Linked DNA regions of Rattus norvegicus: region 2 is linked to region 1. Evidence: chromatin contacts called from public Hi-C data. All regions are on one chromosome and are shown on one strand. Each heading gives the region's core, a stretch centred on a gene start, on an enhancer-like site or on the middle of the called end of the contact. The rest is flanking DNA. Distances are from core to core; before and after follow the strand shown. Region 1 overlaps Add3 (adducin 3). Region 2 overlaps Mxi1 (MAX interactor 1, dimerization protein).

Region 1 (6,979 bases), core at 2,502-5,001:
ACCCCCAAAGTTCTGTTTATTTTCTCTCCTGTTCTATATTTCTGCATGACATGGCATGTAATATATTCATTTATTTATATCTATTCTCTCAAACACCAACTCCATTGATCAGAAGAGTGTGTGTTCTGCTTATTAACTCCTCCGTAGTTACAACAGAGCCAGTGCACCACTAACTGCATAATAAATGTTTGCTGAATGAATAAAGGAACAAAGGGAAGGAAGAAGCATCAAGCTGCTCAAAAGGAGGAAATCTAAACGGAGGCCATAGAAACACGTACGAGGAAACAGCAGTCCTAAGCACAATACGATCAGGATGAGAGCTGAACTCGCCATTTCTGGAAAAACACCCGACAATGTTTGTACAGTGTGCTTTAGGAAAGGTGCCCTGCTTATTGGAAAGGACCTGCTGCTGCCAAAGGCCCCGGCTTCAGAAGAATTCAAACTCCAGAGGTAACACGCCCCTAGAGTGATGCGATCTACCCTCTGAGCTGACACAGACATTCGCGGACAAGGACGTGCATGGCATGTGCCTTCTATGAAACCCATTCCCGGGATCTCCACACCATACCACCAGAGGTGTCTTAGCTACTTTGTAACCCAAACCACTAATCAGAGAGGTTCGTGTTCTTTGCACTGACAAGCATCTCGAGCCTCTTAAGAGGATGTACCACAACTCTTCATATTTTAACACACAAGGACACCAAATGTGCCTTCGTCAGTCATATTCTTTTACAAGGAGTAAACTGTAAGCATGACCAAGTCCGAATTCACAACTGAAACATTCTAGAACAAATAATGAAAAGAAGAGCCTGTGAGCCACTCCCCAAAATAACCTCCATCATGCTATAGAAAAACCACATCACGGACAGAAATCTCTTCCGCACATTCTTTTTTTTATATATATATATTTAAGGTTTTGTTTATTTATTTTGTGTATGTGAGTAACTGTCGCTGTCTTCAGACACACCAGAAGAGGGCATCAGATACCATTACAGATGGCTGTGAGCCACCATGTGGTTGCTGGGAATTGAACTCAGAACCTCTGGAAGAGCAGTCAGTGCCCTTAACTGCTGAGCCATCCCTCCAGCCCCCACACATTCTTTCTGTCCTTTCAAACTAGTAAAATCCTACCTTCCCTTTAGACCTACTCTTTTCCCTCTGTCTAAATACTCCATGCAGTATTTTTTTCTACGGAATCTGTATTCTGAGCCTGTCATCTGACATTCAACACATACTGGCAATTAATGTCTTTGTACTGCTGACCTTTCCTAGCTCTAAAGGCAGAGTGAGACCCTGAGGAACTATGCTCTTCATAATCTATGGGATTCGTAGGGACTGGATGAGTGTCATCTCCTTACTATGAAAACAAATGTTTGCTGGCTGTTGCTGAACTACGGGTCAGAAACTTTCCATTAGGAGCTGGACAAACAGCTCAGTGGTTCAAAGTATGTACTGATCTTGCAGAGGACCTGGGTTCAGTTCCCAGAGCCCACATAAGACAGCTCAAAACTGCCTATAATTTCAGCTCCAGAGGATCTGACATCCATAGGATCTGGCATCTGTAGGTACTACATGGACATGCACAAATCCACACACAAACACATAAATAGAATTTTTTTTTAAAAAAGGAAGCTTTTAGTTATATCAAAACAATGACCTTTAGCTTTCTAATAAGGACATCTATTAAGGGTAAATTATATAACGTAAATAAGAACAGTACACAAGAGTAAGCAAGTCATTTGTCCATTTGTTTTGTTTTGTTTTGTTTTGAAACAGGAGCCTATGTTGTAGCCAGTAACTATAGACGTAGACCAGGGTATTCTTGAACTGGTCACAATTCTCCTCTTTCAAAATCTCAACTACCCAAGTGCTGGTGTTCCAGGTGTGAGGCACCACACACACAATTATAAATCTCTTAATTGAATGGCTCCATGAATTCAATAAAGTACTGCTATAGATGTGCACGATACATCATGCTTCGTGGAGTATAGAGCACACTTGGTGTGCACATGACGTTGAGGTTTCCCTCAGGATCTGAGGGGTACGTGGTTGGATTCTGTTGTGCTATGGACGTGGGCTATCGTATGGGCTATCAGGGCCCCACACAGCAAGTCCTACCATTTAAAACTATTTAGGTAAAACACGGAGCTGGAGAGACAGCTCAGCATCTAAGAGGACAACGCTGTTGTTACAGAGGACCCCAATGCAACTTCCAGTGCTCCCATCGGCAACCACCGTATCACACAGATGGATGGACAGATGCACACACACACACACACACACACACACACACACACACACACACACACACCCTAACAACTAGAATGAATGATACATAAAAATAAAAACAACTAACAAACATCTCTCTGTTCCCCACCATAACTGAGCCAGGAGAGACCTGTAAGGTTAACTCACCCACCTACCCAGGAAGCCATATATTTTAGGAACAATGGCTACAGCATGGGAAATAACTTACTTTATGGTACATAAACTCCTCATGCTGGCTTGAACTAATAGAAAACAAAAGGAACAAACAAACAATACAGAAAAAGCAAATATTGAATACTTAAAAAATCTGTCATGAATATTTCTTTAGTCTAGTGAAATTTCAATCCTATTTACCCATCTGCTCACCCATCTAAAAGAAAATAATTTACAACGAAGATAAAAATATTCTAATCTTGGTTCAAACCTTCTGTGCAGTCATCAACAAGGAAATGCATAAACCTGTGAACATCCCAGCACGGTACTTAGAAATAACTTTGAATCATTAGAATAAACTCCTGACTGTGTGCTCATCTGAAAGTCTCACTAAAGCAGACAAATGCAATACTTTAACATGACTCTGGCATTCTTACTAAGGGCTAATAAGAATGGCTACCTAATTAGTTATGTAACGAACGTACAACAATCAAGGGCATTCGCACAGTAACAATTAGTTATATAACGAATGTGGAACCGCCAAGGGGAGCCTTAGAGTAACAATTTCTCTTTTCAGTTCTTCCTGCCGAAGTTTCTTCTCATCTGGCTATGACAGGTTTGTTCCAGTGGCCTCTACTGACCTCTAACAGTTTTTACTAACTCCAGCTGTATCTACTCCTGCTTCTACAGTTTTAGGAAGACAGGAAAACAAAACCAAAACCTAGAAGATAGCTAGGATACATCAAAAACAAAAGCAAGCCCACTATGAATCAGTGTCCACTCAGTGAGACAAGAGAAAAAGCACAAGGAGGGGAAAGTTCATTCCTGTTTGCTGGGGCCATCAATAACCAGACCTAGGGATAAAAATACCTCAAAACAATTTTGTTTACCACCTAGTTTATTAATTTCATCATGGCCTGACTGTTTTTAATATCAATCCAACAACTTCTTAAGGTTTCTCCTTTGCCAGGCACTCCGACCGGTGCTGAACTGGCTCTTCAGGGCAGTCAGTCCGGCCTCCTGCTGGGAATTGTAATTAAAGTTGGGCAGGCAACAGCTCCACTCTAAGAGCCTTTCAGATCCTCCCAATGAGTCAAGGCCTGGTTCCTCAGAAACTGCCTGAGTCTGGAGGAAAACTTAGACACTGCTCAACCTGATGCTGGCCATTCAGTAGATGGCACTCTTCTCTTTGGGGCTCTAGGAAGTCCTGTTGTGACAGTCAGGTGTGACAGACGCAGAGCAGGGACTCCTTCAAAGTACTCAACTGATAATCAAATTCCTCCAGGAATGCTTTCATCAAAGCAGATGGCTCAAACCAGAAACCTTAAAATAGCCCACGGGTACTTCCTACCCTCTGAAAAGCCTGGTGTTTGGGTCCTTGCCTGTGAAAAAGCCCAGAGAAGCTGAGATTATTACATACATCAAATGCAACATGTAACCAGTAACTCACTGACCGCCATGTAACCAGTAACTCAACTGACTGCCAAGTAACCAGTTTCTCAGAGCCTTTACCCTGGCAAGCAAGAATAAGTTTCTTATTCAGGCATAAAATGCCCCCTCATGGCATTTCGTGATAACCATGACAATATTCACATGCTGCTGACTATGTCCTTGTCTGGGATGCATTTTTCATTAGGGAAACAACTAATGGTTGCAGAGTGTTTGGAGAACTATGATGCCATCCTCATCACCTTTCATCAGGACACATACACTAGTTTCAGCACTAATTGGAAATAAGCTGGAGGGGCTGTGAGGACTGGAGAAAGATGACTCCTAAGAGCACTGGCTGCTCTTCCAGGGGACCTGGATTCAATTCAGCACCCACATGGCAACTCACAACTGTCTGTAACTGCACTCCCAGGGGATCCAACATCCTCCCACAGATACACATGCCAGCAAAACACCAATGCACAGAAAAGAAATAAATCATCTTTTTAAAAGAAAGAAAACAAGTTTCAGTATCTACTTAAATAGATCAAACACTCTGACACAAAACCATGGCAGATCTAGCTTTATAAAAATAATGTGTTTAAAGCAATGAGGACTTCTCATTCACTGCTGATATGTATGTTACTCTACTCAAGAATGGCTGGGGCCGGAGAGTTGGCTCAGTGGTTTAATTCCCAGCACCCACATGAGGGCTTACCACTTCCTAGGGTGCCAGATGTGGTGCACAGATGTGTCACTCGTATACATAAAATAGTAAGGACCATTAAAACAAAAGAATGACCCCTGGGCTAGGATGGTGCAATAGGCAAAGCTGCTACAGAGCAGAGGGTCTGAGCTCAATCCCCAGTATGCAGAGGAAAGGTACCCTGGGGGTGCAAACTTACACCCCCAGCCCCAGAAGATGGAGAGGAGAAGATCCCTGGGGCCCACAGGTATGTGAACGTGCTGTGTACACACATGTGGGTGTGTGGTTTTCCCACTTCTGTCTTCAGAGATCTTAAAAAGCAAGTCAACTGTGGAAATGGGAGAAACTCCTTCCAGTATCTTCTCTTCCAAAAAGTGAATTTTCAGCAGTGACACAGGAATCAACCTGAGAAAAGAGCCAGCTTTCCCAGGAGAGAGAATGAATGTTATCCTGACAATAAAAGTTAGAAGCAAATGGCAAGATGGGGCAACACACTAGTCCATGCTTAAGAAAAGGAAAGAGACTGTGGCAGAAAAGCAGTGTGCTGACATCATGGCCAGCTCCTTCCCTTTCTACCAGCATCTATCCCAGACCCATAAGCAGCAGTGAAGTCCCAGGTATCAAGGTCTAATGCCCAATCACAACTCCACTAATGTCTTCCAGATACCTCCTCAGCTCTTACAAGACTGACCCTAGTGTCCTTTTCCACATAGAAAGTGAAAGCAGAAAAGTTGTGCAGCTAACAGTTGGTGGGCTCATTTCCAGAGAATTGTAAGTAGTGTTTTCAACGTTCTATAGTGTGGGGAGTTCTATGGCATATCAAGTAACTATATCCCCCGTCATTCCAACAGAACAAAAGATGAGAGTGCTGTGTGGGAGAGAAAGAAAGAAATGCTATCCTTGCACAGAATGAGTGGACCTACTGTGGGAGAATGCCACACTAATACTGGGGACAATGACAAATAAAAGACATAACCAAATCCCCAAGATCTCAGAAATATCAGTTTAAAGCTTACGTCAGCTGGAAAGCTTAATAGCAGGTGACCAGTCACTCTAAGTGCGAGCCTTGAAAGTTGAGCTCAAAGGGCTGACTCAGATCTCTGGGTCCCTTTCCACTTTCACCTAAGGACAGTTCTTAGTGAGAGACATATAATAAAATATCACAAACTAAATCTCAAAGGGATGGCTAAAATAATAAAATGAGTTTATGCATATTACGCAGAAGTAAGTTCTGTTTGTGATTCAATGCTTGATAGCTACCTGCCTTAATGCATAATGTAATAATTATAATTATTATGTAGGGGCTAAGGAGATCACTGAGTAAAGTGTCTGCCATCAAGCATAAGAACCTGAGTTTGATCCTTAGCACTGCGTAAGAAGCCAGCAAGAGGACTCAGTGGGTAAGGGCACCTGCCTCCAAGCCTGGCAACGGGAGATTGATCCCTGGTGGGGACCCATGCGGTGGAAAGAGAAGGCTAACAACCTCGAGCTGCCCTCTGATTTCCACATCATACTCCATGACACAATGTGCATGACTGCACCAGTGCATACAAGCAAATATGTGTGATTTTAAAAAGTAAATTGAAAAAGAAAAAGCCAAGAATGAAGCCATGTGCCTGGAATCACAGTGCTGGCATGGTGGTGAAAGATTGTGACCTAGGCTGGTGGCCAGCCAGCTTAACTAAAGGCGAGCAGCCTCAAGTCTCAGTCAGAGATGGTCACAGAACAAGATGAGGCCAGGTATGGCAGCACATACCTTTACATTCAGCACTTAAGAGGCAAAGGACTGTCCAATCTCTGATCAGCCTAATCAACTTAGGAAGTTCTAGCCAGGGCTACACACTGAGGCTTGGCTCAAAACAAACACTCAAGAAAGAAAGAAAAAACAAACAAAACAAGGTGGATAGCTCCTGAGAAATGACATCCAAGGTTGCCCTCTGATCTCCACACACATGTATGTGCACCCAAACCCTGATTCAGAGCATGTGTGCACACTCAAAACACACATGCACACAAAAGTAAAATAAGTTGTCAACACACACATATACATGCGCACACTTGAGACACTGGTTTTAATGACATTACGTTACTGCCTTACATTTCTCAACTATATTTTTACCTTCAGCTGGTTACGGGAAATATCAGGTATGTCCACTGTCCCTTCAAAAAAAAAAAAAAAAAAGAGCTTTATAACCTGATATTCAAGCCTTTTCCTTGCAGGAGGAAGTATCCCTCTTAAATGTTAGCTGATGTGTTTCCTACACCAGTATCCTCACTACCAGTTCAGAGAATCTGAAACCCAGAATTCAAAGTCCATCTTCTATCAGTAAGTCTTCACACTTCCAGCTAAGCTTTAACCAAAGCCGACCTTGAAGAAGGTGCAAAAGTATAAGGTAATGGTGTGGGTCCTTTTGAATGGCTCGA
Region 2 (6,843 bases), core at 3,965-6,464, 220 kb before region 1:
GAGAAGTCAGTGCTCCACTCCAGCCCCTAATAACTTGGCATTTTCTAAACAAAACTTTTCTGTAAGTTTAAAATTGTTTCTAAATAGAAAATATGTATATAAATATGTGAAAAAAGTGTGGTTCACAAAGGCACTGCCAGAGAATTTTAGGGGGCATAAGCCCACATTTGGGAGCTAGGAGTGTGCCAGGCAGAGCCCACTCGTGCTCCGCACTGGCTTTGCTCTCCCGCACAAAGCAACAGAACCTAGAACACTACAGCCTGGTTAACGAGAGCAGACGCGGTGTCTGCAGTCTCCCTACCCCTTTTCAGAGACACCCGGTATTTTCTTAGAAACAGAGCTGCCTACCTCGCTCTGAATCCGAGCGATCTGAGGAGATCGTTGATCCAATGCTGTCCATTCGTATCCGCTCCATCTCCTGAGGACCCTGCAGCTGTTCCAGTCGCCGCTTTAAAAATCTCTGTTCTCGTTCCAAGTTCTCAAGCTGGTGCTGGCTCTTCCTTTCGGCTTCTTCAAGTTTCTGAAATGGAGACATTTTATTTACATCTGTAGTCCGGTCTAAAAAAGTACAACTAACTTCTGCCTAGCATTTTTCTTTGGCAAAGAAAGTATGAAGGGGGTATATACCCATATACATACTTATATGTGGGTACGTATGTACTCTTGTATATATAAGCACAGATAAGCACTTACTTTTTTTTTTTCTTTTTTTCGGAGCTGGGGACTGAACCCAGGGCCTTGTGCTTGCTAGGCAAGCGCTCTACCACTGAGCTAAATCCCCAACCCCAAATTTAGCATAAAACCAGTTGTCTTTTTTGCGTATGAGCGCTCCATTACTTGAACAAAATGAACTATAAACGTCTGTGAGGTAACCTCCACAAAGAGAAACCTCCTGCAGTGTGGTATTTGATGGAAAATTACTGAGAGAGAAAGCCAAAAGACAGTGTCTCCACAAGGGGTCGCAACTGCCTTCCTTCTGGGCATCAGAAAGGTCACTTATTTCCCTAGCATTCTCAGGTCTAAACGGCCACGCCGTCAAAAATACACTTTCATTTATCACATTGTGCTGCGCCATTGGATTGGCTGGCAAGACTTTACAAAGGTTTCAGGGAGGGCAGTTAGCAAAGAGGACGGCCCAGTGAGCTGGACACAACACAAACAGGAAGCGTTGCAAAGATGGGAGCGAAGATTCTCACCTTGATGTGTGCTTTGGCTTTGTTGAGCAAACCAAGTGTTGTGTGCCTGGTGCAGTCTGGGCCCAGCGGGATCAGAACTTTTAAGCGTTCTAAACACAGGCGCAGGTGAGCTCGTCTGAGGAAGAAATCATCTCATCAGCACAGCCTGGATATCCACTAGACACACAGGATCTAACAACAGCGACTCTGAGCCCTTAGCCAACAACCATCTCACTCCCAACTCTTCAAAGTACCTGCACACAGCGGTGCTGGCCTCCCGCTCCACCGCTTTGTGCCCTGCAGACACAAGTCACTTTGTCATCCCCCCAGGAACTCTGTCAGAGATCGTGTATCTGTTCTCTAGGCCCCTTCGTAAGCTCCCCACTGTGCTGTTAGAGTGAAAGGGGTGCCGAATGCCTAAAACGCAGGCTGGAGGAGGGTGCAGTTACTGTACCTCAGAGGAGATAGAAAACACCAAGGTTCCTATCTCCTTCCACCTTGTAATTACACGTGCGCGCACACACGCGCACACACATGCACCCACACTGTTCAGTAACTGTAGCCATCCTACAGGCTTGGATGCTGTTTATGCAGTAGGCAGAATGACCTCAACACTTCCTGGTCTTCACACACCGCAGTACTTCTAAAAACGACAGTTCCATTGATCCAGCACGGCACGAAGGCCTCCACTTGTGCTGTGAGCAGACTGCTCTTGGTTACTTTCTCCCTTTCTCTTCCCTTCTCACGACCTAGCCTAAGTTCTGCACAGGGAAAACAGGTGACAGAATTACTCAAAGTCCTAAGTTCTCTGACAGTCCCTTCTCTGGAAAAACCAGAGGGCATTTTTTCCTAGAAATGTTTCCAGAGAGCCTCGCGCACTTGCGCTCTCCAGCTGTGACCACGCGTATAACGGAGACATTAAAACATTGTAGTCTCCAGTCTGAGTCTGCTTTACCAAGCATTAACAGTTCAGTGGCGTGCGGCATGTGGACTCCTTTGGGGCTGTAACTGAACTTTCTACAACAGTCTCAACTGTATCAGGGTAACGCAAGGCCCCCTCTTTCTCTCAAACGGGACTAGAATAGTCTCATTAGCTCACTGGGTCTTAATACACAACAAATGATGTCAAGTGACAATCTCCAATGTAGCGTTTGAGAGAGGGGCAGGAAAGGTGACAAGTGGTCAGCTGTGTCACTGACAAGCAAGGGTGATTAAGGGCAGCGAGGCCAGAGGTTTGGCTGATGATGGCTGGGCCTTACAGCATCCACAGGCCCAGCCACAGTGATTGAACGATCGGAAGAGAATTTCCAGTCTTTTCTGAGCCTGTCCTCTCAAGTCTAACACTTGACTCCAGGCTGCAACTGCATATACTTAAAGCGGATGAAGGGACGTCTGCACTTCTCTCTACTTAACAATTTAAAGGTCGCTCCAAACCTAATTCTCTCAGCCGAGGAGTTGCATTGCTCAGGTCCCTCTTGCTAAGCAGACCAGAATCAACACCCAGACCACACACACGGGGGAGGTGGCTTTATCTTCTACACTAGATCCCCTCGGTTTCTGCCTAACAACTTTCCTCAGGAGACATGGCTCAAGGGTGAGACACAGGCCGGCCATTCTCTTAAAAATTAGAGGCTCTGCTCTGAATTCAGCCTTCTACAGAAGTAAAGAGAGCAACCAGAAAAATTAAGGAAGTATGTCAGAGGAACACTCTGACGATATTGTTCGAATTACTCAATTCCAAAAGTTCGCCCATGCGGCAAATTATCTTTTAACATTTTAGGTTTTAAAACCAGTCTTTCACTAGGCTAAGTCACGTTTTTGTTTTGTCATGCTAAAACCTTTACCGAAATGACAAACCCGAGGATGTAACTCAGTAGTAAGTGCTTAACCAGCAAGGTCCTGTGTGATTCCCCACATGTCAAAATTTAAAGGAGAAAATAGCAAACAGGGTACTATTTGCTCTCCCTCTTTCTCAGATTATTCGGTTATATATTTGCCATGTCTCTTTTGTGTACTCAAATTATTTTAGGTATTTCTTTGGTTGGGGAGAGCAAAAAATAAATAATAAAAATTTTTAAAAATTAAAATTTTTGAAGGAACCCGATTCCCGAGTGTCCCACTAGGCGTACACCAAGCAAGCAATCCAGGTGTGGGGACATCCGCAGGGGGAGGTGGCAGACCTTTAAAAGCAGGTGAAACTTGGCTTTAGAGATTTAAGGGTCTTGAATCTGTCTCTGAAGAAGCGAGGACTTTCCGGGTAATTAAAGGAGGAAAAGGGGATCTGACTTGAGATTACAGGCTGGAGTCCAGGGTAAATGACCTCGGACCATGCACATGGTCCTAGCTCAATGCCCAGGGCTGCAAACAGCTAAGCAACAAAACCCCACAGAAACAAAACCTGTGAGGTTAACAATGCCTCGGTTTCCCTCACACAGGAGGAAAAGGCTGAGGTGCCCTTCTGTAAGGAAGCACCGTGTTCAGTTTCAGGGTCTTAATAAATTTTTAAATTTATTAATAAACCAAGTCAAAAGTTTAATGCCCAAAATGGATAGGCAAGGCAAAATTACATTCTGGAAGGGGTTTTCCTCGGCCACTGTGAACATTTCTTCAGGCGGGTGATTATAAATACACTCCAAGGCGCAGCACACGCCCAGAGGACACGCCTGTCTCTGTATGAAGGATGATGACCAGTGAATAGGGCGCCTTACTTACTAAGGTGTCCCTGCGGAAGCTAAGTATCACTTCCTACAGTTTTTGTGTTTCAAAGTGAAACACAGCAAAGGATTGGTGGCAGCTGCCAGCTGACCAACAGGGCTGTGCTGTCCCAAACTCCTCGTGCACGCACATGCCACTTCCTTCTAGGAGCGGCGGGTGCACCCTGACTATCAGTGTGAGGCGAGTCACCTGCTTTCCTAGAAGAGCTGGGTGGCTGTTGTACCTCCTCTGTCCCCTTCACCCCAGGCCTCTGCTGGTAACCACAGATTGGCCTGCCTTTTGCCATCTGGTCTTTTCCTGCCTCCATTCTAGTGACCGGTGGCTCAAAAACCTCCTGTTAGGGGGTTGCCCAATCACAGGCCACAAGAGACACAAAAGGTCTAGTTTGATCTGAAATCCATACTCACTGAGGAAAACAGGATCAAATACACAGTGACGTTTTCCGAGGTCTCTACAAAGGACTGATACCCAGAATAAGGATCCCGCACGTCACATTTTAAAGTCAAGGAATTGGACTTGGCAATTTTTTTTAAATGTTAACTTCCTGGTTATCGGTTACTTAACTTTTATTAACACACGGATACTCTGTAACACTGGGTTAGCTCCAAATATAATATGTTAACATCTCTGGTAGGTCAGCGTGAAAACAAATCCTGCGGAAGAGGCTAGCGCTAAGCAAACCCCGCCCGCCTGTTAAGATGAGGCTGAAGGACGGAGACACACAAACGCACTCTGAGTCTCAAAGCCACTTTCAAGTCCACCTTAAAATGAGCTCTTTCAAGTAGCAATTCCTAGCCAACAGCTCTTCCTAGTCCTATCAAAATGGCCCACATCTTCAAACTGGGAAAGAGGAGGTGGTGCTGCCATTATGTTGGTCGGGTGGGGTCATTTTCCCTGAAGAAACCCTCTGAGCTCCACTGACAAACAGATATCACAAAACATGCAAGGAAGACACTTCCTACAAAACAGGGCGCTGTGGAGGGTAGACGCATCAACTAAGAGCACATGCAGTTGCGGGAAGAATTCCCTTTCAGAAAAAGAAAAGCGTAGAAACCAAACCAAAGCTCCCACGGCAGTGCTTTTCAAGTCCTTCTGGAAACCGATCCCCCAGCCCAACAATGAGAAGTCCAGCCCCGCCTGGCCCCACAAACAGTGCTGGCTGATGCCCTCGGAGGCCTGGCCCTTCATTCTCCCGCCCCGGGACACCAAGACTTTGCCAAGTAGCTAAATCAAAATGGAAAATAAGCGGAGTGATAGGGACAAGCTTGCCCTCTCCTCTCTGCTGTTACGCAACAGGCTGGGAGTTCTCCCAGGAGCCGCATTCTTCAAGCTAGTCTGGCCAGCTGCCAGTTCTCACTCCCTCCGCGCTCCTGCACATGACAGCCGTGAGCTGCTACCCTACACATTCTATACACTCAAGTTTCCACGCAGTTTAATGTATTGAGAGTCTCTAAAGATAGGCGAAAATCTGTCTGCTTACTTTAAAACATGGCATTAGAAATGGATCCAGATAAATCAAGCACACGGCTTTCTGCTCATGAATTTTATTTATGAAAACATATATGATCATATCCCGTTCACCTCGTTCTGTTTATCAAACAAGGGAGCTAGACAAGCTGCTCTTATCAACTAGTATCTGGTAACTGTGCTTCCCCGGCAGCTCACGGCAGTAACCTGGCAAGGGGAATTTTCCCACTGTGAGACTTGACTCTGGGAGCCATGGGGCTCGGTGACAACAGAAATAAACACAGAGGGGCTGGGACCCTCTTCATATCTTTCAACTTTTACTTCACAGTCTTCTCAGTCAGTGTTGTAAAGTAACCACACAGAAGCGTGAATGAGTGTCGTAGTGAAGTCGTAGGCACAGGCACACACACCTGACACATGTCAGTGCTGGCAGGAAAGGGCTCATCGACGTACGCTGGGACTTGCGATATAGCCAAGCTTGCCTCAAATTTATGACTCTTCTGTTCTCCTACCCCCAACACACTAAGGGCACCAATATATCCACTGTGAAGTCCTTAAAGACCACTCTAAATCTAACGTTCAGAGGGGAGGATAATGTACATCCTGGAGGTACTTGTCTCAGAGAGTGAGAGGTTAGATACGGTGTCTTTCAAAAGTCATTATTTTCCTTAAACTAATCTGTAAAAATATTTTATATACAAATAAACAGACATAACACAAAATGCGCTTATAAAACAAAAGCTGTGGCACTGGAGAGATGCCTCGGGGCTTAGAGGGCAAATGCTCTTGCTGAGGACCGGAGTTCAATTTCTAGCACCGTGCTGCGTTGCTCCCCACCGCTGTAACAGGAGCTCCGGGGACCTAATGTTGACCTTTGAACTCCAGGGTATCCGCATCTACGTGAACATGCCCACATAGGGGGAATCACGCATACATACAATTAAAATAGGTTTAATTAATGAAAACTAAATATCTCAAGACCTCCAGAAAACTGCTAGCAGTTCCAGCTGATAAGTAGGGTTTTTGGACTTAAGGATGGCCTTTCTGACTCATGGCTGAGATTATGTATCCCCAAGACTTGGAGTATAGACGAGAATGGGCAGGGGAGCAGGGTCAAGAGGATATGAGAAAGAGACAAGGTAAAGGGTGTCTATGTGTATGTGAGTGTGTATGTGTGTGTCTGAGTGTGTGAGAGTGTGTATGTGTGAGAGTGTGTGTGGGAGTGTGTATATGTGAGAGTGTGAGTGTGTGAAAGTGAGTGTATGTGTGACAGAGTCTGTGTGAGTGTATGTGAGAGTGAGAGTGTGTATATGTGTGAGAGTATGTGTGTATGAGTGTGTATGAGTGTGTATATGTATGAGAGAGTGAGTGTGTGTGTATGTGTGAGTATATGTGAGAGAATGAGTGTTTGTGTGTGAGTGTGAGTGTGTATGTGTGAGAGTGTGTATGTGTGACAGAGTCTGTGTGAGTGTATGTGAGTGAGTGT

The links. Hi-C and Micro-C count contacts between places; a contact is called where the count stands out from the background.
Region 2: a contact with region 1 is called in a Hi-C map of Schwann cells, with 7 times the contacts expected there. The contact joins two enhancer-like sites. A contact is called at or near these places in 2 of 12 Hi-C or Micro-C datasets (Schwann cells and frontal cortex).

Annotation. Positions count from the first base shown.
Region 1 is chr1:262,158,698-262,165,676 of GRCr8, reverse strand. The region is part of intron 1 of Add3 (adducin 3); the gene reads right to left. Among named protein-coding and RNA genes, the nearest start is that of Add3, 9.4 kb to the right of the region's middle. Within about 2 kb of position 3,751, at least 16 of the 93 cell types and tissues checked have an H3K27ac peak or open chromatin away from gene starts, as enhancers often do.
Region 2 is chr1:262,379,747-262,386,589 of GRCr8, reverse strand. It overlaps Mxi1 (MAX interactor 1, dimerization protein), which reads right to left. Exons shown (of 6, transcript NM_013160.2): 4 at 1,197-1,311; 5 at 349-520. Among named protein-coding and RNA genes, the nearest start is that of Smndc1, 23 kb to the left of the region's middle. Within about 2 kb of position 5,214, at least 56 of the 93 cell types and tissues checked have an H3K27ac peak or open chromatin away from gene starts, as enhancers often do.